Linked DNA regions of Arachis hypogaea: region 1 is linked to region 2. The links are chromatin contacts, called in public Hi-C maps. All regions are on one chromosome and are shown on one strand. The core of a region is the stretch at or near the end of the contact, and the rest is flanking DNA. Distances in the headings are between cores, read along the strand shown.

What was found. Hi-C and Micro-C count contacts between places; a contact is called where the count stands out from the background.
Region 1: a Hi-C map of leaf shows a contact between it and region 2, with 2.1 times the contacts expected there. The contact joins the promoter of LOC112765176 here to the enhancer-like site in region 2. A contact is called at or near these places in 3 of 8 Hi-C or Micro-C datasets (leaf and an unstated tissue).

Annotation. Positions count from the first base shown.
Region 1 is chr17:124,110,311-124,117,258 of arahy.Tifrunner.gnm2.J5K5, reverse strand. LOC112765176 (thioredoxin) reads left to right here and starts at 4,848. Exons shown (of 2, transcript XM_025811056.2): 1 at 4,848-5,385; 2 at 6,749-6,948. The coding sequence starts at 5,157.
Region 2 is chr17:124,076,023-124,083,371 of arahy.Tifrunner.gnm2.J5K5, reverse strand. No RefSeq gene overlaps it. Among protein-coding and RNA genes, the nearest start is that of LOC112765174, 22 kb to the left of the region's middle. Within about 2 kb of position 3,966, at least 2 of the 3 cell types and tissues checked have open chromatin away from gene starts, as enhancers often do.

The DNA of each region.
Region 1 (6,948 bases), core at 3,599-6,098, 33 kb before region 2:
AAAAGATGATGTTATTTTAACTCTTTAAAATAAAAATATTCGAAATTCAATTAAAAATTATTTAAAATTTAAACTCAATAAAAAATTATATTCAATGTGTTTTGTATTAAATATATTTAATAACCTATTATATCATATTGGTTGAAATTAGCTTTTATAATGTTAATTTTCTAATAACACTTTAGTAGAAAAAACTATTTTTTCAAAATTTTTTAAAAATTAATTAACATTATATATATTTTGTTACACTAGATCTTGTTATGAAAAATTTATTTATTTCTAATGCTTATATTAAAAATGAAAACAAAATTTAAATTAGTGAATTTTAACCTATAATATAATAATAATATAGTAATTATTTTATATATTGTACGAATATAAATTAATTATTTTTTTCTTTGTAAAAATTTTAAGAGCTTGTTACATATATATATATTGATGAATGTGATATATTTTTTTATATAAATAATTTAAAAAAATCTAATAGTTAATCTATTATCTTTTTTTGTTTTAGTCCAAATTAAATATTTTTTTATTGTTTTTGGAAAGAAAATTTTTTAAGAAACTAATTAAAGCACAACATAAAAATATCTTTAGCAAAAAATGAAATAGGCGTCTTTATCTGAGTGGTCACCGCGTGGCGATAGGCTAGTCAATTTTTGCTTTCCTTTTTAAGTTTTAACGTACACATTTTCCTTTACATTTCATAAATTAAGTTGCTATTAATTTTGGAGTAGGCCTTAGGGAAAAGTTGAGTGGACCATATCAGCATTCAGATGGCTTGTTTTGCTGAACCGTCACAATCATTTGACGAAGTTTTCATTTTAGTCGAGTGATCAGCTTAGTTGTTCAACGGTGGATCTTTCAATAATGTTATGTGTATTTGAATGAGTAGTGTTTGCAAATATCTTCACACAAATTGAATGATATAAAAAATCTAAAAACATGTTCGGATTCTGAAAAGTTTGTCCATGTTAAATGTAGCTAAACTTTTTGCTACCAAATAAATAAATATAAAAACGAAAATAAATCAAAGAATGATTTCACTATCAAATATCAGAGATCCAACTCATTTACTGCCACAAGTGAGATAGATATAAAGATCGCCCTGCATCTCAAGACTCTAAACTCCAATGGTACATAAATTAAATAGCTCTGTACCACCATACCCACTACCCACTTGGTCCATTATTCTTCATCATCAACACAAGAGTCCCAAAATTGTTGGGCACGGCCAAGCTATATAACAAACGGTCTATGGGATCTTGTCAACTTTTTATGCCAAATCATGAAAAACAGAGGAAAATATAAAAAGCTCCAATCCTTTTATACATGCATACATACATAAATTGAAAATAATCATTCATCATATAGCTTTTTAGTGAGTCAGCCTATGCACACTCAAAATGTGAGTACCCCAATCATCACTTATTATTTTCAATATTGTCTGGGTATGTGTGTAATTCACTTGTATGAAAATAAAAAAGAAAAAATTTAGGGCTAACACTTGGATTTTTTATTTTAATAAATAAAATAAATATAATATTTTCCGTAATAAATATTTTTACGAGAATTTATCGATTTAAATTTTCTTGTCATATTTTGTTTACACTGTAAACGAGATATATAAAAAATCATCTCATTTATAAACAGTGTAAACGAGATATGACAAAGAAATTTAAATCGATAAATTCTCGTAAAAATATTTATTTCAGTAAATATTATATTTATTTTATTTATTAAAATAAAAAATCCGCCAGCACATTTATTTTGTGTATTCCTGTATTTCTCAATAAAAAATTGGAGTTTCGATTTTTTGTTGACTAACAGTCATGTGTATATATCGTATCCACTGATTTGTATTGTTTATCTTTTTAAAAAAAATTTTGGATCCTCTCATTATGATTTAAGTTTTTAGCAATAAAAAAAAAATTTCCCCACTAATCGAATTATCCATTTTCTAGTTTTGCAAATTTTTAAAAATTCCAACAATGAAATCGGTTGGTCTGAATTGAGAGGGGCCAATAATATTTGTGTATAACATAAAATACAGGAATACACAAAATAATTTGCAATGTAGAAAAAAAATTAGCTCCCTGATCATTCCTCTAGTCATAATGACTTCTTTTTGGGTCAACAGTCATAAAGTACATAGTCAACTTATTATTATTAGTAATACATGTGACATACATAATTACATACATGGGTGGTAATATATTCGGTCATGAACATTACAAATTTACAATGAACAAATGATGCTACACGCTTAATGGATGTTGGTTAGTCATAAAGTTATGCTTGGTGATTAATGTGGAATTGGAAGGTAAACCGTAAATGTGGGTTGGCCGATTCTAATTCTAACTTAGGTCCCCTGGACTTTGCAATTTGCATATTGGATTAGTACTTTGGAGTGTGACATACAAATTTAAAGAAGCTTTTCCTCGTGAAATAAAGCATCTCTTTGCAGAATTTGATGATTGATTTCTGGGCAACGCGTAATGATGTCTCTTGACAATAGTAGTTCTAGATTCTCATAGACATTTTAATTATAAATTTATAATCAATAATTAGTTTTTCTTCTAAACCAATAAATAATTAGCAATTACTCCAATAAAAATATCAAAAACATATTCTTATAATGATCTTAATTTAAAATTGTGATTTATTTATTTTTGCACACTTTAAACAAATGTAATATTTTTATAATATATGAAAATTAAGCCCTAAAATTTATTATTCAATAATCAAAATAAAATATTTTTACATGATGATAATTATAAAATTTTTATTAGAATATTCACATAAATAATTACCTTAAGTATTTTTATATTATTACATTCAGCACTGGTTGGATTTTTTTAAATAATTTAATATATTTAAAAAATAATTATATTAAATATACACCAATATCAGTACTAATATAAAATTTATACTCGAATACAAAATATATATTAAAAATAAATTAAACATATGTATTCATACATGCATACATATAGTATCTTTTATAAAAAATATTAAGTAATTTTGATAAATATCTCATATAAGATATTTTATATAATAATTCAATTAAATTCTTTCTTTTAAATCATAATTTTTATTAGTGAATATAAAAAATAATTATTTTATTGGCACGATAGATAAATATCTTCATCTTTATATTGATGCTATATAAAAATTAAATCTATCCATTAATTTATATAAAATAATATTTATTTACAAGTAAACATTTTTTTAAAAAATAAATTATTATTTTTTCCATGAATTTCAAAACAATGATAAACTTACTTACAAAGAAATGAAATTAGTTTTACACTCAAAAACAATTATCTCCATATAATAAAAATATTACACGTTAATTTTAGGGTTAAGTACGGTTTTGGTTCTTAAGGTAGAGGCTGAAAAGTTTTTTCATTTTCGGTCTTTTTTTCGCTACAAAATAATCCCAAAGATCTCAGTTTTTTTTTAAATCGTCATTCGAACGAAAATGCCCTTCCCCCTTCTTCCTCAAAATGCAGAATCAGAAGCATGCAGAAGCAGAAGCAGAAGCAGAATGCAGAAGCAAAAAGCAGTGAAACAACAACAACAATGAAACAAAACTAGAAGAACAACACCAACAACAGCAATGAATAATGAAATCAGAACAACAATAAAAGCAAAACCAAAAGCAGAAGCAATCCAGAATCAAACCAAAAACAGAATCAAACCAACAACAATAACTATTTCCTAAAATTCACTAACAGAAAATCAACATCCAACTAAACTAATCCAAAATCAAATCAAAAATAAAAATTAAAAGCAAAATAATAACCTGAATTATGAAATAAAAAACGAAAAACATTCATCTTCTTCTTCAATGAAATCAGAAACAAAAGCATAAGAAATAAAAGTAAAACAGCGTCGTCTTCTTCTTCAATGAAATCAAAAGCGTGGAACAGGTTCTCCGTGGGCTCAAGTTGTCTGCGACGCCCAGCCCAAATTCACTATCGCCGCCGCTGCCATCGTCTGCCTCTTCCTCCTCCCTTTCCGCCAACGTCACATCAGTCTCGGACCAGCTGCCTTCTTCAGATTCCTCATCACCAAAGGCCGTAGATGCCTCGCCGCTGGTGGACAACAGGAGTGTTGTGACAGCTCCTCGTCGGGGGTGAGCTCTGGTTCGAGGAGGTCCGAGACAGGGAAGGAGAGAAGCAGGGAAGAGGGTCGCGGTGGCTCTGGAGTTAGCGCGAAGCGGCGGCGGCAGCGAGGAGCGGCGGCAGCGGCGAGGAGCGGTGGCAGTGGCCCTTCCCCGCCTTCCCTTCCCCCTCTTCTGTCCCCTATTCCCTTTTCTGAACTGTCCCCTGTTCCCTTTCCTGAACTGAACCAGCGTGAATTGAATTCCTTCCCCCTTATTCAACGTTTTGTGTTTTTTTTTTTTAGTTAAGGGTAATTTTTGGAATAAAAATTTAAAATTTGGTAAAAATGACAATTTTAAAACAAACTGAAACTTTTGGGACTATTTTGTAGTGAAAAAAAGGCCGGAAACGAAATAAATTTTAAACCTCTGCGTTAAGGACCAAAATCATACTTAACCCTTAATTTTATTTATGAATAGATATTCTCAATATTCTGAATTTTGATAAATAAAAAATAATAATTTTTTATTTTTCATACATACAAAATTAATTCGTTTATTCATAAACATATTTACTCTTGTGTCTTAAAATAACAAAGCAGAGAGGAGGTGAATTAAAGTCCCACGCTAACGGAAAGGAATAATAAATCGTCCCATATTAATTCTCACCACTCGTTAGAAATTCTTACTACTGTTTCAATCTGTCATTAAAGTGTCACCAAAAAAAAAATCTGTCATTAAAGTATGTTGGATGCTTTATAGTGAGATAAAAGTTGAGGTTTTGTGAAGACATAAAATTAAACAACATCCACATGAATTTGAGCCTTTTCAGAACCTCACAATCACGTTACAATTATCCACTAATAGATATACAATACTACACCATAAAAAACAAAATAAATTCAACAAAACTAGCATATCCACAAAATCCACAAACCCTGGAACTGATATAAATAAAAATAAATAATATATAACCAAAGTTATTATATAATATAATATACCTGCCTCCAAAGGAAAACACACAAAAAGAAGAAGAATTATCAGCATCATGGCCTTGGAGAACTGTTTAAGATTAAGTACCACAGTAGGAACAGCAAGAATTCAATGTCTTTCTCCATTGTCTTCAAGGAAGAAACTTGTTTTTTCATCTTACAGAGGATTTAACAAGTCCATGCTATATTCAACAGTATCAAATTCAAATCCATCTCTTTACTCAACTGCTGGTACCTCTAGAAAATCCTCTTTTGTTTGCAATGCTCGTGAAAAGGTAAATGAAGGTAATTACCATTCACACAACCCTTTGTTAGCCTTACTTGCTTTCTTGTACGGTTTTTCATGTTTGAATTTTCCTTCACACAATAACAAATTATGACTAGAAGCCATAAGTGCATATAGTTATACCTATTAGTCTCCATATTACTCGTAATTAAGAAGTCTATTTAGTAGAGTGAAAATCCCGAAAAAAAAAATAAAAAATAAAAAAAACCCAAAATAGCCCCTGACAATTATCTCGAAAGACAACGAGGCCCTTGACAAAAAAAATCCCAATCCGGCTCTGACAATTACTTTGAAAAGACAACGAGGCCCCTGTGTCAAAAAAATTCAATGTTGTTTTTTTTGGCACAGGGGCTAATCAGTCCCAAAAAAAAATAACAGGGGCCGGATTGGGTGTTTTTTTTCTTAGGGACTTCATTGTCCTTTCGAGATAATTGTCAGGGACCGGATGGGGTATTCACTCAAAAAAAAAGTAATATTTCATTATCAGAAATTTTAGGGGCAAGCAGTTTTTATTAATTTTGGTCATTATAAATGCTAAATTATCTTCAATAAATAAATTTTATTAATTTATATGTATAAATTTTAAACTAAATAATACTACATGGTCAACAAATATTATCATCTTCGACTAGTAATAATTTGCATCCATATTTATAGACATTTTGCACACAAAAAGTATATAGTTTATAAATTAATAAAATTTATTTGTTAAAGATAATTTAATATTTATGCTGACCAAATGATGATAAAAAATACTAAAAATTGTTGCCTATCCAAGAGTTTCTCTTCTAAAATATGTGAGTGTAAATTGTATTGACTCATATATACAAATTCGAGTAAATATAAGTACAAATTATATATTTTTTTTGTGCAAACATTTGCAAATATGAGTGCAAATTATTACAGACTAAATACTAACCCAAAATGATAATATTTGCGGGTCACGTAGCATTGTTGTTTTGTTATTATTAAATGAATTTGGTTAGTATGTATCCTAAAAGAAATATGTTAATGCTTATTAATTAAAAAAATTCTAAAAAATATTAAATACAAGCTTTTTTTATATATTTATTAAAAAATATATTTAAAATTTTACTAATAATATTAATATGCACGCTAAATCAGATATTTTGAATTGACTTTGACCGTATATAGACTTTGCTAAGGTAAGATGATGCTGACTTGGGCAGCCAAGTGAATGGTAAATGAATTAGTGAATAACATTTTTAGATTATCATTTCATAAAGCTCTAAACCTTGATTAGTAAAAAGTTCAGATTCATTGAGGAATAAGAAACTTGTATCAAGATTTTGTTATGAGCAGTTAGAATAAGAAAGTTGTTTATGATGATGAATTTGGCAGTGCAAGTAGTGACAGACTCAAGCTGGAACAAACTTGTGATAGGAAGTGAAACACCAGTGCTGGTTGAGTTTTGGGCACCATGGTGTGGTCCATGCAGGATGATAGCACCCATCATTGATGAGCTGGCAAAAGAATATGCTGGCAAGATAGCATGCTACAAGATTAACACCGATGACTGTCCCAACATAGCCACACAGTAC
Region 2 (7,349 bases), core at 2,717-5,216:
ACTCAATGATTTCCAACAACGAGTCACTAAACCTCAACCTTCCATATCATACAACTTATCCTATGGTCATCTAGCCTAAACTTTCACAAGACATTATATATTACATACAAGAAACCAAAATCATACCTTGGCCGATTCCTCCCTAAGTTCGTAACACCAAAATCTTCTCCCTCACAAGCTCCAATTCCTCCGATTCTCAATTCAATAAGTTCAAACCCGCATCATCAATCTAATATCATATATTATCACTATAATCAACATAGAGTTCACTAATTTAGAATTTCACCAAGACATAGGAGTTTCTTACCTTACCCACAACTCAATTGAATAAAACACAGTGATTATCCGCTGCTAGAGTTCACCTAAATCATCAAAATTATATAATTCTTCAATACCCAAATCCCCAAATTTTGAAATTGAATAGAGAAGATATGGGTGAGAAAACGCAAAGTCCTTTCCAAATTATTCGGTGGGTTTTTTAGAGAATTCTGAGACGAATGCATGGCCACTAACGACTCATCAATTGGAGTTTCGAATTGAAAGTTACAATGGATTGAAAATTGGAAACGAGTTATGTTAAGGTTTCTTTAGCTTTGCTTCAATTCCAGCGTAGATGGGGGTATGGAAAGGGAAGGAATGGCCGAAGTCCATTAAATGAGGGTGAACGGGTTGGGTCTTGAGTCCGGTTTAGGTTTAGTTTAACCGGTTCGGTTCATTAGTCCAATTTTAGACTAAAATCTTTAAAATTAGTGTCAAATTTCATTTTTCAATTGTTTCTGCTTCATTCAACTATAAAATTTAATTTTCTAATTTCTTTAAATAATAATTAATTAGTTAATTATTTACTAATTACTCGGAGTTTACACCCTGCCCCTGCCCCTGCTTCACTACACACCCGATCCCTCTGATCCCTCGGCAGTCCAGGAACAACTACAACAGCGGGATGAATTGTTTGCTGCCCTTAAACAAAACATTCAACGTGCCTAAGAAAAAATGAAGCTCCAAGCCGATAAGAAGCGTAACGAGCTGGAATTGCAAGTTGGTGATTTATTGTATGACAAGCTCCAGCCTTATAAACAATCGGTTGCATTGCACAAGAACCAAAAGCTGAGCATGTGTTACTTTGGACTATTTTCAGCGACGACTTGAATTAGAAAGGTCACTTACAATCTCTCTCTACCACCTTTAGCCAAAATTCATCCGATCTTCCACATTTTCCTACCTATTGAAGAAGTGTTGCAGCAGACCTTCAGAACCAAACATCTCGTCCCCTTTATTGCTTGGCAAGAACGATCTTGGGATATAGCTACAAGCGATTTTGGGACACCGCATGGTTAAGCAAGACAACCGCTAGCAGGAAGAGGTATTAATGAAATAGCAAGCACTACCACCAGATAACGCAACCTGAAAATGTTATGAGAGTATGAAACAACTTTATCCGACTTTCAACTTTGAGGGTAAGGTTAATTTTCATCGGGAGGAGTGATGATAGACACTTTAGAGGAAGATGCATCATGCATGAGAGAGTTGAATGACATAGCAAACTCACAATAACATAACAAACTCAGTACTACTACAGTGGATATAAGGTGGAAAGAGAAGCTAGAGAAAGGAAGATTGATCTATAAGCTATGACCATTTTTTTTTGTGCTTTCTCTTCTTTTGTATCTTTTGAACTTGAACTGAAGTCCCTTTCTCTTCTCCTTTGCAAGTGGTTGAGCTCTTCCTTCGCTCCCATATTATTCTTACTTTTAGAATACTATACTGTATTTTCAATTCATTATATTTTTTATATTGTATTCACTATTTTTAGTGATTCTTAATACATACATACATTTTATTATCTCGCATATTAGTTTGATTATTATATATTAATTATGTAAAATAATTTAATTTTATACTGTTATCTAATCATTTAGATTATTTTTAAATTAATTAATAATTGAGTCAAATATTTTTTTGACATTGTACTAATATCTGATTAGGTATTTGATAAGTAATTTTCTTATAAATTAATTGACTAAGTTGAAAAAATGTTTAATCCTTCTAACTTATGTCAAAAAATATTTCTAGTTTAAAATTTGAATTACATCTATTTAAGGTTGTCAAACTCGCGAGTCTAAGTAAACTCGTGGAGTTCACCTAGACTCAACTGGCAAGTTAACTCGTAGACTCGTACGAGTTCACCTATTATGAAGTTTATATATATATATATATTCATACATAATGAATATTTACTCAATTCTAACCCTTCAAAATTAATAATATCAATCTTAAAGCACATAATAAATTAAAATAGTAGCATACATTATAACAAATATTTTAAAATACACATTCAAATCCTCTATAATTATTCTTATACAAATACAATATAGAATACACAAAATTAAAAATTCTAAATCTGTAATACTAAATCTTTAATTGATCATTGAACAATATCAAATAATCAAATGAACTCTAATCAAAATAATTGATTACCAATCAGCCATGAATGGATGAACCATCTGGCCATCTAACATAAACAATAAGCAATAGGCTAAAATTAGAAGCAATAAAAATTAAAAAGCAAAAAAAAAAAAAAACTAAATCAAGAAGCAAAGGCTCAAAAAAAGGGGCAAAAGGCATACAAAAAATAGAGGATATAGAAGAAAAGAAGGGGCAAAGTCCCAGCAACATCAGATCGAAGACAAGGGTGCAACAGGCAGCGGTGGTGAGGGTGCAGCAGCAGCACGAAACGACGGCGACAAAAAGTCATGGATTTCACGACGGCGACAAAGAGTCATGGATTAACAACGGCGCAAATCAGAGCAGAGATAAGACTGTAGAAAAGTAGTCGAACTCGTAAACGGTGATAGCACGATGGAGTCGCGGATAGTGGAGATGTGAAGAAATACAAAGCAGAGGGCAACATAGGTAAAATTCACAAAGACAATGGCGCAAATCAGAGCAGTGGTAGTAGACGCAGGCGAACAGCGGCAGCTCGACGGGGAACAGCGACTGCGGCAGAACATGGAGAAAGTGAGACTTGAGAGAAACGACGCAGATGAGTGAGTTGTGAGTGAGTTTTCTTTCATTCTCTGGGAGTGTTATCGTAACCTTAATAAAAAAAGTGTTTTTTTTTTTGTTTCAAAATGACGCTTTTTTAAACAAAAAAAAAAAAACACAAACTCGCTAACTCGGTCCTAAACTCACGAGTTTGTCCGAGTTTGACCGAGTCTAGCCGAATTTACTCAGGATAGAATCTATGTTCGAGTCAACTCAATTCCATATTTAAACTCGTACGAGTTTACGAGTTTACGAGTTAACTCGAGAGTTTGACAACAATGTGATCTATTTAAATAATACTCGAAATATTATGTAAGTTACAAAACATTATATCTTGGAATCTTGAATTAGAAAGATTATTAGGCTTACAAACAAGATTTGGGAATAACTTTATTTATATTTTAAGGTAATTTTACATGGTTAGTAATAGAAATTCAGAAGAAAAAAAAAACAAAAGAAGAAATTAATTAAGCTAAATTTTTGTTGGTTTTCATCACATAGAAATAAAATCTTTAAAAAAATTTTATGTTAGCAATTAGTCTTTAAAATTAAACATTTTTTCTTCAAACTGGAAAAGGAAAATTTTGTCTTAAGGGCAAAGACGGAAACTAAAAATAATTTGATTGGTTGACTAAACGACGACGTTCAAAAGAGGAAAGAATAATAGAGGGAGGAGAAACCCTAATCGGGGGAGGGTACACCAACATGATAAAAGTATGAAACACAAGGCAGAGACATTCTGCGGCACTTTCAAGTCATAAGATAACGATATACGATGATATGCGCATAAATGATACTACATGATGCATGATACATGCTACATGCCATGTCATCAATGACCATGATGTGTGATGGATGGTCACATGCTATGGAATGCGTTGGGATTTGGGTCACGTGCTTTGACGGAAAGAAAAAGCACCGTTATGTGACAGAGAGAGGTATAACGGCCGTTTATAGCTGAATGATTCTACCTAGTTCTCCCATGATTCCATATCAGCCAGTAGAATTTTTTGGCACATTAATGAATTAATGAGATAATGCTGGTTTGCCGTTTTTTAGTCTCTGCAATTTCTTTTTTAATATTCGTTTGATAAGTTAATGTGGTTTTGAATTTTTTAATAATTAATTTTGTTTCCAACTTTCAAAAGCATAGCTCGGGGCAAACTTTTATCTTAGTCACAATTAGGGTGTGAAGTGAGCCGATTTGAGTCGAGTTAAACCAAGTTCAAATTCGACTCACAAAAATTGAGCTTGGTTCATGATTCAACTTATTAATAATTGAGTCTATTTTTTAAATTCAAACTCGACTCATCAAAAGTTCATGAGTTAGCTCAATCTCACGAGCTGCCTCAAATAATAAGAACATAATCTATAATTTTATATCAATAAATTATAATTTATATATTTTTTAAAAATTAAAAAGATATATTTTATATATTATTTATCTATTAATAAATTATAATTTTTTATTTATATCCTACATCAAAATTATATATAAAAAATAAATATAAAAGTTTAAATAATTAAGATTATATATATATATATATATATATATATATATATATATATATATATATATATATATATTACTACTTCATACTATATGTATAATATTAAAAGTATAGATTAAATGGATATAGAATATGTGTATTAGTGTATATATTAATAATTATATATATATAATCGAACCAGCTCATGAACTAATGAGCTGAGCTTATCCAAATTTAAATTCGGATCATTTAATTTATGAGCTCAATTTCACGCTCAAACTTCGCACACCAGCTCACGAGTTTAGCTTATCGAACTATTAACGAGTCGAACTCAAATTGGCTCATGAACTGGTTTGACTCACTTCCAGTTCTAGTCTCACAATAATTAGTATTAATGATGATGTGATTAGTTAAATAGAATCTCCTAGTGACAAATTTATTGTCGTTTTAAAAGGTTAAAAGTCTAATTGACATATCAAACTACTTTTAGAAACCAAAATATACATTACCACATAAACTGTTTAAGAATTCAGATATATTTTACATATCCCACAAAAATTATATTTTTGTATATTTACTATGTTGTTTTCTACAATATTTTATATGTATTTTATCTTTCGATATATAAATATTAAAACATAAAAAGTTACAGTTAAAAACGGTTCAGAATAATATAAATTTAAGTGTAACTACAGAATTATAAAATGTTTAAAAAGATTCAAAATGATTTCATTAATTTAAAAATAATAATATTTTTTGTATTTGATGTAGGATAATTGTAGAAATTTCTAGAAATAAATATTCTAAAATTATTGTATTCTTTCTTGAAAAATAACAGTTAGTAAAATTTAATAAAAAAAATTTATCTACTAAAAATACTTAGTTACAAAATTTTAAATGGTAAAATTTAGTGAAAATTAAATGATATTATAAAAATTAATGAAATAATTAGAAGTTTAGAACTATCATAAAAGCTTCACTTATCTGGCTTCCCTACCAAAATTTCCAATAGCATATTAATATTACTTGCTCACTTGCTTACACCACCTTTAGTCTTTTACTAATAAAAAGTAAATTAAAAATATAAATTTTACTATTTAATATTTTAAAGACATAAGTTAAGCATATTATAAAAAAATATTTTAATATTATTTATTGAATTAAAAATATAATTAATTTAATAATAATGATAAACATTAATTTATTAAGTTAAATAGTCAATTAGATTCAATTGCTTTATTTAGTAATGTAGGTCCAAAATGAATATTACTACAGCCCAAATAATTGGAACAAAGAAATTAAGGTTGTCGAAAGAATTTTAATCCACAAACCAAGCCTAAAGTCATCCAACCATAAGTGAATCAAACTTAAGTTAAAGTTCACAAGTACACTTTGGTCAATGGCACAAGAAAAAGGGAGAGCGCTTCATCTTCGAACTCACATACACTAGAGAAAAAAAAGAAAGAGAAAAGTTACTCAAGAAAGCAAAAGTCCAATCGCCCTAATAAAAAACATGTTAAGCTAGGTTAGAGGATAAATGTTATTTATTTCTATTTGCATGCAAGTTAATTTCTTCACTTCTTCTCCAACTCTCTTCAATACCAATTTGGGATAAATGAAAAAAGTGGTTTCTGATTATCTCTACTATAAATTAATGGCTCACATTGTTACTTGGAGTCAAAGCACAATTTCAAGGATTTGGATTTGAGATTATCACTGAGCAAGCTCATTTCTACTGCTCTGTTATCCTCGGTCAAACAAATGAATCAAATTTAAAATCCCTAATTTAGAGGTTGATTGAAGAAAGAGAATGATGATTTCTGAAAGCCCAAGATCCAAGAAGTTGATTTGAAAGAAACCCTAATTGTGGCTCTGACTAAGGTACAAAAAGGAAAATTGAATCTCATCAGAGCTCAAGGAGAGAGAACCTGATAGAGAGAGCAAAGAGTAAATACTTACTACTGAGTTTGAAGTTTTGGAAGTATTACACTTACACTAAAGGGAGCACTCCGCCAAGATGAAGAACGAAGTTATGAGTTCAGATGTTGGGTTCAGTACATAGAGTCAAGATTGTGAATCATCATCTTCTTTATTATTTACTGGTTTGCATTTCAGTTTCAATGTATATCTTAGTTTTTTTAGAGGTAAAAGACAAGAAAGAGAGACATTGAGAAAAAACCATAGAGTGAAAAAAAAGACTGAGAAAAATACTTGAGAGAAAAGTCAAGAGTGATTTCAGATTTTTTTTTGTTGTATTTTCTGTCTTGAGTCATGTACTTGAGAGGTATCCCTTACTAAGTTGGGTAAGCACTTAATGTGGTGAGTCTGGTATTAGCATAGCCAAGTCAAGTTTATGTTAAAATTTGTGTGTTCAGATAGGATTACGTTGAATCCTAAGGAATTGGTTTATGTAATACTTGGATTAATAATGAAAATTCTACCAACGTTATGGTGGAGATTGGATGTATGTTGCATTGCACAAGGCAACTAAAGCAATATATATGACTGTGTTACCTTCTTCCTCTCTATTTTAGTTATGTTTTTCTGGTTTTTATGAAACAAAACGAAATTGTCTCCTGCATAATTCGCTGCGCAGACCAAACAAAAGTTAAATTCGATTTCTGATTTAAAATCTAATCAAAGTTAAAGAATGTCATAGATTCACTCCCTTCTCTAAATCTTGTGGAACTTTCATTATTTATTATTTCTATGTATTGAAAATGTAAAAAAATAATTTTTACAATAAATATCATTAAAATATTTTTTATAATATATTTAATTTATATCCTTATTAGAGTACATGATAAAAAATCC